Linked DNA regions of Arachis hypogaea: region 2 is linked to region 1. Evidence: chromatin contacts called from public Hi-C data. All regions are on one chromosome and are shown on one strand. Each heading gives the region's core, a stretch centred on a gene start, on an enhancer-like site or on the middle of the called end of the contact. The rest is flanking DNA. Distances are from core to core; before and after follow the strand shown.

Region 1 (5,954 bases), core at 1,852-4,351:
AATTAGTACATTAATCAAAAGTAGAAATTATTAATTCATCAAAATAAACAGAACTCCTGACCTTAACAGAGGAGATTCAGTTGCTCATGGCTCAGAGAAAAACTAGGGTTCTAAAAAGTCTGAAAATGCGGAATGAGGAAGAAGAAGAGAAGAAGAGCCTGAAGGGCTGAATCTTTCTCCTTTTATATTTGACCTAATTGATTTTGAAAATAAGATAAATTAATAAATTCTAAAACCTAAAAGATTGTGTTTAGTTTTAAATAATAAAAAATAAAATAAATAAAGAAAACTAAAAAAAAACTAAAGCTACGAAGGCTTCCTTAGAGCTCCAAAATGTGCTACTGACGCTAAACACCAGGCTCGGTGTTTAGCGCCGCTGAACAGAGGCTATTTCCATTGTTTTCTGGATGCGTGGCGCTAAACACCGAGTCGTGACATTTAGCGCCAGCTTTATAGAGAGCTTGCACGAAGTACGAGGCACCTGGTGCCAAACGCCAAGTAGCGGCGTTTAGCGCCATCTTGATAGCATCCAATTTCTTCCTTTTTCTTCTACAGGAACTCTATCAAACTTGCCCGCATCTTTCTTGAAATTAATAAAATTACTATGCGCATCAAAGTAGCATCCAAACAGGACTAAAATACCAAAATCTCATAAAAACTTAATAAATCTATATCTAAACTACTAAAAAAATATAGAAAAGATGCTCACGCATCAACAAAGCAGTGGTAACTTCGACGGCGGTGCTAACAGCAATGGCTCCCCCCGGTGACTACCCAAACAGCAGCGACGACGAGGGAGCAATGGCAGTGGAGACGATGAGCTTCTTTCTCGTGAGCTCCTTCTCTCTCTCATGCAGTGGCTTGATGAAGAGGACAATGACGGCAGTGCAGACCTCACGACAATGACGACAGCGAAAGCTTCTCCCTCCTCACGTTCGGTCTCTCTCTCTCCTCCACAAACCCAATCTCTCACACGTTCTGTCTCTCTTCTCGGCGATGGCTCGGAGGTGGCAGAACGAGCTGGACGGAGGTGGCGAGGCAGCAACTCCTCACTCCGTCCTCTCTTCTCTGATTCGCGCCCTCTCTCCCTCTCGTGTACGTGTGTGTATAACGTTGAAAGGGAATGGGGAAATGTGGGTGGCAGATGGGGGATTTAGGGGTAGTGTGTGTAATAGATTTAGGATTAGATAAAAATTAGGGTTAGGTTAGTATTTGATTTGGGGATTTTTGGGTTAATTAGACTATTAGAGTAGAGTAATATTAATAAAATTAGGGTATAAGGTATTAATTTGAAATCTAGTTTAATCGCTTAAAAATACTTCAAAAATATTATTTGTTGTATCAATCTATTAATTGGCTTTCAATCGAGCACTCTAATTTAAAATATAAGATAATATAATTAATTTTTTTATTCATAAAACTTAAAGTATTAAATTCTAAAATCTCAATTATTTAAATCAATTCATATAAAATTCTTATTATTTTACGATTACTAAATTTTATAATTTAAATCTAGAAAATTATTTAATAATTCTAAAATTAGATAAAAATTCTAATTTAAATAGTCAAAACCTCATTATTTTTAAATTTCTAAAACTTTAAATTGTAAATAAGAAAACACTCAATAAATTGTAAAATCAAATAAACCTTAATTTTCTTCAAATTTAACTTATCAAGACTTGATTCAATATCCCTTAATAAAATAATTTCTAAAATTAAAGTCTTTAATAAATAAATAAATTAAAGTTGGCTTATAACAAGATTTTTTAAAAGTTCTAGGTTTTATATTTGATGGCTGCAATTTAATTTAAATTTTAGAAAAAATCGGGTACCAAAAAGATTGTAAAACGGGTCCGAATCGAAGAAAGAATTTGAAGAATTTATAAAGAACATGAAAAACACTTTGAGTTTTATCAAGAACATTCAAGAACAACTCTTTAATCTATTTTGGGATCAAAGTACAAATATTATTATGTTTTGGGATAAAAAGTATAAATACTAAAAATTTAGGGGTTAAAGTATAAATATCAAAAGTTAAAAGAGTTAAAATATAAGTTTTATAAAATTTTTGGGCTCAATATAAAATTTTTAAAAATTGAGATTAAAATATTATAAAAAAATAATAATAAAATAATGATAAAAAAGTAATTTTTTCTAAAAGAGATAGGTAACGACTAATTCTGGAGACTAACGAAGAAGTAGAAGACGAAAAAGAAGAAAAGAAAAAGAAAAAGCTTTAGGGTTCATAAATGGGAATAGGAACTAAATTGGGGAGTTATACATTGCTAGCCACATTAGCTAGCCATTATAATTGACAGCGTGACAGTGGCTATGCCACATCAGCAATTCGCTTGCTGACTCACATCAGAAATAGACTAAAAAACTTGTATATAGCTCGATGTTCAATCTGGATGGACAAATTAGTACAATTAAAATCTCAAAGGTAAAATTAGTGCAAAGGCCGAATCTAGAGGACTACTTTGGAGATTTGGTCTCTAGGTTGTTGTATTTTTTGCCAAATACTCTATTCTCCTTCAATTTAGATTCAGGAAGCGTTCTTAGGAGGTGGAAAATGTCCACAAGAATAACATATATGTTGCTTCTAGATTTGACTACCTGAGCAAGAGGTAAGCAATTTGTCTCTATTAGTGTTTAAACTATTTGAATATTTTTTACCCATATTAGTGCTCCTCTCATTTCTTAGGCTATGTTTGGAGGGAAGACTGAGATTAAAAGACAGAGACTAAATTAAATCTCTTTATTGTGGTTAGTATAAAATATTCTATATTGAATTATATCTTAGTATCATATTTGGTTTATGATAAATATGGAAATTGAGAGATAGATTTAGAATTTAAAATATTAAATGAAAATATATTTAAAAAAATATTATTAAAATTTCAATATTCATTCCTAAAAATTTTAGTCCTTTATATTTCTAGTTTTTGAAAATACTAAAGAAACTAAAATTTTGTATTTCAAGATCAAAATTTTAGTTTCAATCTCTAATCATTTAATACAATATTCAGTCCCAATCCTCCTAGTCTTAGTCTTAATCCTAGAAAACAAATGCAACCTTAAGCTTCCCCAGCTAACCAAACGGCCTTCTATACATTGTAAGTGGGCTTCTCATTCCGAATATACAGAAGGAATAAGACTTGCAGCCACATCAAAAACCTAGAAAATAAAAATGAGAAACGTCTTGTTACAAGAAGTTAGAAATGAACACCAACATTTTGTGGCCCAATTTGGACCCTGAAAAAAATCGAAACACCAACATTTTGATGAATAATTTGCACTGTCTAAGAATTATATCTCTGACAAAAAAAAAGAATTTATGTCACGTCCAGAAACTCGGATTTATGTAAATTGTGACAAAAAAATATAAATAGCCAATTTGTAATTATAATAAAAAAATTCATAAAAATAATTGATAGTTTGTCTATTATGTACTCTAAAAATAAAAAGTAAAATAAAATTAAAAATTTAAGGGTAAGATATATTTTTTATGTTAAAGTTGGTTTAAAGTTTTAAAAATATCTCAAAATTTTATTTCAATTGTTTTTTAAAAATTTTTTATTTGCATCAAATATATTCCTGATCGCTAATTTTTCAAAAACTTTAGGACTAACTCAGCAACGATTTCACAAGAACAACATTTAACATAAACAAATTAAATATAGTCATATATTTTTGCTAGATTAATTTTAAATTTTTTGAAAATTTAGTTGTTAGGAGTATATTTAATACAAATTAAAAACTACAGAAACAAAATTAAAATAAAATAAAAGTTAGGGACACTTTTAAAAATTTTAACAAATTTTAAAGATAAAAAATATACTTTATCTGAAATGTAAATTAAGGAAAAAGGGTTTACTCATGCATCCTTCTAAGTTCTAATATCACAATCTCCTGATATATAATTGTGATTGTAGCCGCAAACATATGACAATGAAAACATTAAGGATATCCATTTCGATAAATAATGGTTCCTCTTAACTTGTAATATTGCTAATCCGTGACAAACTATAAAGTACTTTCTTTAAGAAGAAGCTTCGGAGAAAAATACGGTTTGTTAGTTTAACTTAATTATGACGCTAACATGTAACAACACACTTATTTGCTGTGTCGGTTGCCAATGAGTTCATATAATTGAAGAATTCTCGCAATAAATGTGATGGAATCGTTCATTTATATCAACAGAACTCTTTATCTCTTTGTATATTTATATATACAATGTATACATTAATCAGTTATTAAGAAAACAAAATGTGGTTGAATTCAATGAGATCTGAGTGTTCCTCCAAGATGAATGGGAACAAGAGGGACAAGTGAATGAAGAACATCAGTGATTAGAGGACGGTAACTTGGCTCAGGCTGAACACAGAGAACAGCAACAGCAGCAACCTGATATAAGTGCTTGACATCCATTGTATCTTTGATCACTGGATCCACAATGTTCCTAAGTTTGGATCTGTCTGTCAGTGCCGGCATCGCCTATAAATTCATTCATATGGTTATTTATAATTATACGGGTACGCGCGGTGTGTGGGGTTAATAAATTAAATGAATAAAAGCAGGTAGCATACATACCCATGTGACAATAGATTGGCATTGAGCTGGTGCCAGTTTCTCCACAGGCTTCCTTCCTAACAGAAGTTCAAGAAGTACAACCCCAAATGCATACACATCGCTTTTATCTGTCAATTTCCCTATCAATACATAAATATCACTTACTATTAGAACTAACAAATAAATTAACAAATTTTATTTTTTTTATAATTTTATAAAATCACTCATTTAAATCTAAATCATTAATATAAGATTTAATAAATGAAGACTTAAAATTTGAGTGAAATATAGTTCTTACTCTCTGTTTTATATTAGTCTGTCTCTTTTTAGCTTTATGCAGGTACGAAGACAATCATTAAATTTTATTAAAAATATAAAGAATTAAAAAAGAAAGACAAAAATACTCCTAGTATTTTTTTTTCTCTCTCTCTACTAATTCTTTACTCTTGTAAGTTTCTCTTTTTATATTAAATAGAGAATATAATATGTAAAAGTGAATTAATGACTTCATGGAATTAGAAAATGACACTTAATTTGCAACAAAAATAAAAATGAAAAGAGACATTTAATATGATGGGTAAAGTATGTTTTTTGTCTCTAACGTTTGTGATGTTTTGTCAAAAATACATCTAACTTTTAATTTAATTTAATTTTGTCCTAATATTTTTAATTCATTCAATTTTATCACTAATGTTTTTTATTTGTTTTAAAACTATCTTTGAACGTTTTTAATTTTGTTCATGAGCTTTAGATGGAGTTATCGTAGGGATAATTTTAACACAAATTAAAAATCTTAAGGATAAAACTGAATAAAATTAAACATTAAGAATATTTTTAAAAAATTATAAGTATTAAGGATAAAAACATATTTTACCCTAATATAAAATGGATGGATTATCTAGAAAGAAAATGATGAGCCTCTAAGAAAGTTAAAATAAGAAGTTTTGACTTTTTCAATACGTTTTGAATTCATTTAATGTATTAAAAACTTTAAAATTTAATGTTTTCTATTATTAAAGTTTCATATCTCTAAAACACTTGGTATCATGAACCAAATAGATAATTCAGTTGCACGCTCCTCATGTGTAGATCCATGATATTATTGACATTGAGAAATAATTATATATTAATTTAATCATTAATTCTGTGAGTGGTACAATTCGGATGTTAGTTTATATCAACAAGGAGAAGTAACCAGAGAAAACAAAGCATCTGAGATTATTGTAAGGTAACCAACAACAAAGTCAAATTAATTAAATCCTTAGATGACATGTCATGTCAGTTGGGCAGGTACATGACCAACAGTAGCAAAATGTTTCAAACCAACCCTAAACTCATATGGCATAATTCATAATAGAAAAAAAACACCACAAAGCTCCAAA
Region 2 (5,931 bases), core at 1,460-3,959, 65 kb before region 1:
TATAACTACTATTATTATATGCATACCTTTTTAGTATTTTTATTTAGTTTTAAATTTTTATTGTTTATTATTTTTCTAATATATATATATATATATATATTTTTTTTTTTAAATATTTATTATATATAATTTGAAAAGAATACTAATGTTGTGATTAATAATTAGAATCAAAATTTAATTATTTCAAAAAATTAATTTGAGTTAATTTATAATTATTAATATAATTTTTTTATACTAATATCTAATTATATATATATAGAGAGAAAATATTATTTCTAAATAATAAATATAGAAATTAATTATTTTTATTTGTGTATCAGACTTAACATCTAATTAAATAAAAAATATACATATTAAATTCTTTTAAATTTTAAATAATGAATATTAAAATTAATTATTAATAAAAAATTAAAATCTTTCGCATAAAAATAATAACTAAAAAATTTATTATATGATTTTTTTAGCTACAAAGACTTAGTTTTGTTAGCAGACAAAAATTTTTGTTCTTTACGATTTTTTTTTTAAAATAGTTTAATTTTATAAATTATTTTTGTCATAATTTATAATGTGATGACAAAATTGATATAATTTTGAATGATTTATATTTTTGTATTATATGAACAAAAATACTAGTGTGTATATATATATAACTAATGCGGAGGAAAATAAAATATGGGAAGAGTTTTAAATATACTGAAAATATCGATATTTTAGTTGTTTTAACTGTTGATCTGAATTATAAAAAAAAATATATAATATATATTAATTAAAATTAACGATTAAAATAATTGGAACACCTGTATTCTCCGGTACGCTCTTGAAATTTTTCCTAATACGTTGTATCTGTATGCATATCAATCACGTGTAATATAAGTATGTATATGCAAGTTAAAAGTTTTGGCTCCCTTGAAAACAGGTCTATTGGTCTAGCTCTGCCCTTGAGTGGTAAGTAGATTCTATATTTTTCATTACGCAATAGAGAGATTACGCCTAGCTACACATTGGGTGATACATTTTACTTAACCAAACTGCTTGCTAATTGGTTCTCGACCACAATCTTCTAATTCCAGGACAAATAATACATAAAGAGAGAGAGAGATGTCATATTCTTGGTTCATTTAGTCAAGTGAGTAGTGACATATCTGCTATTTTTGTTATTACATTTCTACTATATATATATATCACTGTGGGACAAGTTAATTAATGATCATACATTTTAAATTTTATAATTCAACTCATCATTTTCTTTTTAATTATTTTTTCCCTTGTTTTTCAAAAACTTGTGTCAGAATGAAGAACTACAATGTTTGAAATGAAAGGGTTCTAATGTACAGAGTAGTACAGACTTTTTGAGTTTTGACACCCCCCCCCCCCCCCCCAAAAAAAAAAAACATTATTTCACACGGAAAAGAAGAAAATGTGCATTGAAAGATAGAAACAAATAATTAATTGAAGATATTGGAATATGATTGGATTGGCTATACATAGAAAAGGGTGGTACATAGACAGCATTGTCTACAAAAAGAAAGAAAAAGGTCACTTTGAATATAGAAGATATTAAGGACCTGAAATTAAAGATAATCATCATAATCTAAATTAAGTTAAAAATTAGCAGAATAATAATTGATCTCAGGAGGAAGCATATATAGCAAATGATATTAAAGAGAACAGAGCTCAATGGAGCCATAATGAAGCAACTCCTGAATCATTTGCTCAATGTGATTGTGATCTTCCTCAAGAGGCTTAATAAACTCATGATTTTCCACTTTAACCTTCTTCATGGAAGCCCAGTTGCCATCTTCCAATGAAGATGAAGATTGTTGTTCTTGTTGCTGTTGCTGTTGTTGTTGTTCATCCTTGTGTGGTCTCTTCTGTTGGATGGTGGGTGTTGGTGCAGTGGAAAAGGCGCCATTGTTGATGGGAGAAGGTCTAGTGATTTGAAGAGAGGCCATGTAACACCTGTGAAGCTTAGCGGTTAAAGTAGCAGAGAGAAGCTTGGATGGCGTGGAGTGAGAGGAATCAGGGTTGTAAGGGAAGTTGGTTCTGGCTCTCGTTCCACACATCAACCTTGCTGCTTCATCGTACGCTCTTGCTGCATCTTCTGCTGTCTCAAACGTTCCAAGCCATATCCTTGTTTTCCTGAAACATAATACATCATTCATTCTTTTAGCTTTCTAACATTAATCCAATCCATTTTCTCTCCTCTATTTCTATTTTCAACCTCATTCAATTTGGTCTAATAATTTATTGACATAATAAAAAATAATAATGAAAAAAAATTAATTGAATTTTGTTATAAAATTAAGAAAAACGTTAGAGAACTATTAAAATTTATTATTTTTGTTTATTGATTAATTATTAATATTTAAAAGTATGAAATAAAATGTGTTATTGGATAACTAAACTAAAAAGAACTAAATTAAAAAAATTGAGTTTATAACTAAATAATGACTAAAAATAATAAATTTTAATGTCTTTGTATTTTTTTAAAAATAATTCATCTAATATTTCTCTAAAAATAATGCAGAATACTTACAAAATAGGGTGGCGAATTTCAGAGACCCAAGAACCCCAATGCCTTTGTCGGACTCCTCGGTATCTTTGTTGTGCTCTGGCCATTTTTTTTTTTTTTTTGGGTTGCAAAATGTTATGAGTTTTGTTGTGTGGTAAGGGGGAAGAAGTTGGAGGGAGAATGGGGTTTATGTAGTTGTGCTCATTGCCCTTTTTCTTATTTTATTTTTTTAAAGAGACCTATAGAGGGTCCCAGTTGGAGGATTTTGAGGTTATTATAAAGTTTCTTTGTATTTACCTAGCAGCTATATGTTGGCTGTATTGCAATTTGTATGCTATGATTATGGAATTATCAAAGGATTACTAGTCCATTCATTTTCTGGACACAATTATGTCTCCCTCTCTTAGTCTCGCACTAGGATTATTAGTTTTTTGCTTTAAATTAAAGACGACTTTACTTGCATACATTTATTTTTGGACGCGTCTAAAAAATCTTCCGATACAAATACTGAACAATAGTGTTTCACTAATATTATCCATTCAGATGATTAGATAATAGATCTGAAGGTTTATATTAAAAAGATCTAATAAAGTAAACTTATAGAGGGAATATGTTTAAAATACAAAGGATATAACAACTGATAGATTAGACACTTTGTCTTGAATAAATGTTAATAAAACATCTATATTAAACAATTGGTTAAATAAATATTTTATTAAATAATAGTTGAATTATATTACAAATATGAATAGAATAATAGGTATTTAGTAATAAAAATATTTTAAATAGCTAATATATATTAAAAATAAATTACTAATTGTGGTGTAAAATTATAAATAAATTTCAAAAAATAATTATAATAAATTATCTGTAATATATGAGAATAAATTTGTAATTAAAATATCTCAATTTAATATTAATCAAAATTTAAATTAATATAATTTACCATATTAAAATATATAAAAGAGTGTATTCTTATTTTATAATTTACAAATACAATAAATAAAAAATATTAATATATATGATAACATTGAATATAAAAATGCTTTATTTAATGAATTTTGGAAATAGAGTTAAGTGGTTTATTTACATTATCATCATATTTGGATTCTTTAGTAATTTTATACCTAAAAATTATTATTTAATTATACAAATTTTTTATTATTTTTATATGGATATTTAATTTATATATTATCATATTAATAAATAATAAAATTATACAAATATAAATGTTTGATTGGAAAATAAATATAAAACTCTCATAATATCATCAATATATAGCAATTAAACTCATCTTCAAATGTAGATCATCACATGAACCAAACTATAAAACCAAAAATATACCAAGTTGGCTTTAAAATATGAGGATTAAGTGTTTGGTAACATTGTTATAAATTGCTTTTACTTTCTATGTCTCTTTTTCTCTCTTTAATTAATCCATAACTGAAGATGGAAGCTAAGTCCGGAGATTCTTTTCATGTGATGAGTAGAGAGCAATTTGTAGACAGTGACTGCAAGTCTTAATCCCCTTGGTGTGAGGTTTGAGCTACAAATCTTTGAACATATCATCATTCTCAAATATAAAAGGAGCAACAATTGCCTTAATAATCAACACATTTTCATAGTATCATTTTTCTATAATTAAGATCATATCACATTTAGATGTCGGGGACCAAGATAACCGAGGGTATCCATCGTATATGTTTTCCAACTATTTCTAGTTGCATAGCTCTCTGTAGTTTCGATCGGTTTCACAAATTAAAACAAACATCGATAAATATTGTGCACTATATATATTAGCCACTAATCTTTCACTTAATCCTACCCTATATGATTATCATTATTATAATTGGGTCAATCCCAAGTTGGGATACATCGGTTTAAGACAAAAGATTCTTTGGCCATCATAATTACCCTAACATATCAAATCATTTGATCAAATCTGCTTCACTATTTTCAAATCTCTAATCTATTAGGGCAACTAACCCCTCTCCTTTTTCTTTTTTCTCTTTATTTTCTGTGGGGGACGAGGGCATATATATAATCAAGTAAGTCACGGAGTTAAAAAAGTATCGGTACTTGGGACAAGTTAAATAAACGGTTATATATGTAGCTTTAGGCGATGAATTTTTATAAATGGTGGTGTCTGTCATGCGGATTTTAATAAAAAGAATTCTATGTCTACTAAAATTTAAGGGTAAAAAATCTAAATAAATAAATGGGAGTGGTATATTATATGAATCGCTCACGGTTTAATCCGTTATGTGCAGGTCTCCAATGGACTTTTTATGTAAATCGATACAACTATATTCGATTTAGCAATATTGGTACTAAATCAAATCAACCTGATTCGAATTAGTAGGAATACATGCAAATCGAAGGGATTGATTCGATTTATGCATGAATATTTAGACCTCTTAGTAAATCGAATAAGGTCAGTTCGATTTACTCAATGGTATTAGTAACCAAGTAAATCGATTGGAGTTGTTTCGATTTACATGCACGTAAATTAATGAATAAATTGACACAACACAATTCGATTTATTATGTATTTATCAAGATATATGAATAGATATAAGTTAATTCGATTTACTATGGTGCAAACGTATATAAATAGCGGTTGAATGTGAATTCCTCGTCATAGTGACATGCAATGGCTAGTGATGATAGTTTTTTAGTTCTGGTGCACTATAGAGGGTCGATTAAGAAGAAAACGCAATCTAGAATTAAATTTACAGATAAGGATCCGCTTAGTATTTTTCTCAAACCGTCAACGAGTTTCATCAAGTTCCAGAATACGATAATCTGAAAATTGGAGCTGCAAGGCATGAAACGGGTGGAGAAGTTATGCTATAGAATTACGATTTCTGTATTGCGGGATGATGTGAAGTACGATTCCTTCGTCATAGACAGCAACGAAGATTTGCAAGTTCTATTCCATTGTCGTTGACAATTTCCCGAGGTGAGGACTCTTGAGCTATTGGCCAAACTTGTGGATGTGGCCTCTAGTTCAGGAGGTTCTAACCAGAATCCTCAGCCTTCAGCCATGGCGGCCTGCTCTAGTTTGATGCCTGTTGGTGCCTCTTCATTTGTGTCCATGATTGAGCTTGAGGCAGTTTTGGTTGCCTCCCCGTCCTTCGCTGCCGATCTAAACCCCACTCGTGACAGAGAAGTAGGTGATACTGGATCCTTCGGTGATGTTGCAATTTGCGATCGCTGGTACTCCTGATGTAGTACCGGATTCCTGACAAGGTAGAGCACTGGATGGTGTGAAAGATGCACTGCAGGATGATGATGATGATGATAATGTGGAGCCCACAACGACTGCCAATGATAGCGATGATGACATAGCGAGGAGTACTCCAGCTGGGGGTGATGGAGCGGCTAGTTCAAGAACTCAGCAGTATCCTCGACATTTT

Evidence for each region. Hi-C and Micro-C count contacts between places; a contact is called where the count stands out from the background.
Region 2: a Hi-C map of an unstated tissue shows a contact between it and region 1, with 3 times the contacts expected there. The contact joins the promoter of LOC112785286 here to the enhancer-like site in region 1. A contact is called at or near these places in 2 of 8 Hi-C or Micro-C datasets (leaf and an unstated tissue).

What each region holds. Positions count from the first base shown.
Region 1 is chr20:116,108,623-116,114,576 of arahy.Tifrunner.gnm2.J5K5, reverse strand. It overlaps LOC112784689 (probable receptor-like protein kinase At1g80640), which reads right to left. Exons shown (of 9, transcript XM_072230017.1): 8 at 4,594-4,712; 9 at 4,174-4,497. The coding sequence ends at 4,282. Among protein-coding and RNA genes, the nearest start is that of LOC112784689, 4.9 kb to the right of the region's middle. Within about 2 kb of position 3,101, at least 2 of the 3 cell types and tissues checked have open chromatin away from gene starts, as enhancers often do.
Region 2 is chr20:116,172,831-116,178,761 of arahy.Tifrunner.gnm2.J5K5, reverse strand. It overlaps LOC112785286 (protein PPLZ02), which reads right to left and starts at 2,709. Exons shown (of 2, transcript XM_025828746.2): 1 at 2,537-2,709; 2 at 1,425-2,139. The coding sequence starts at 2,619. The coding sequence ends at 1,659.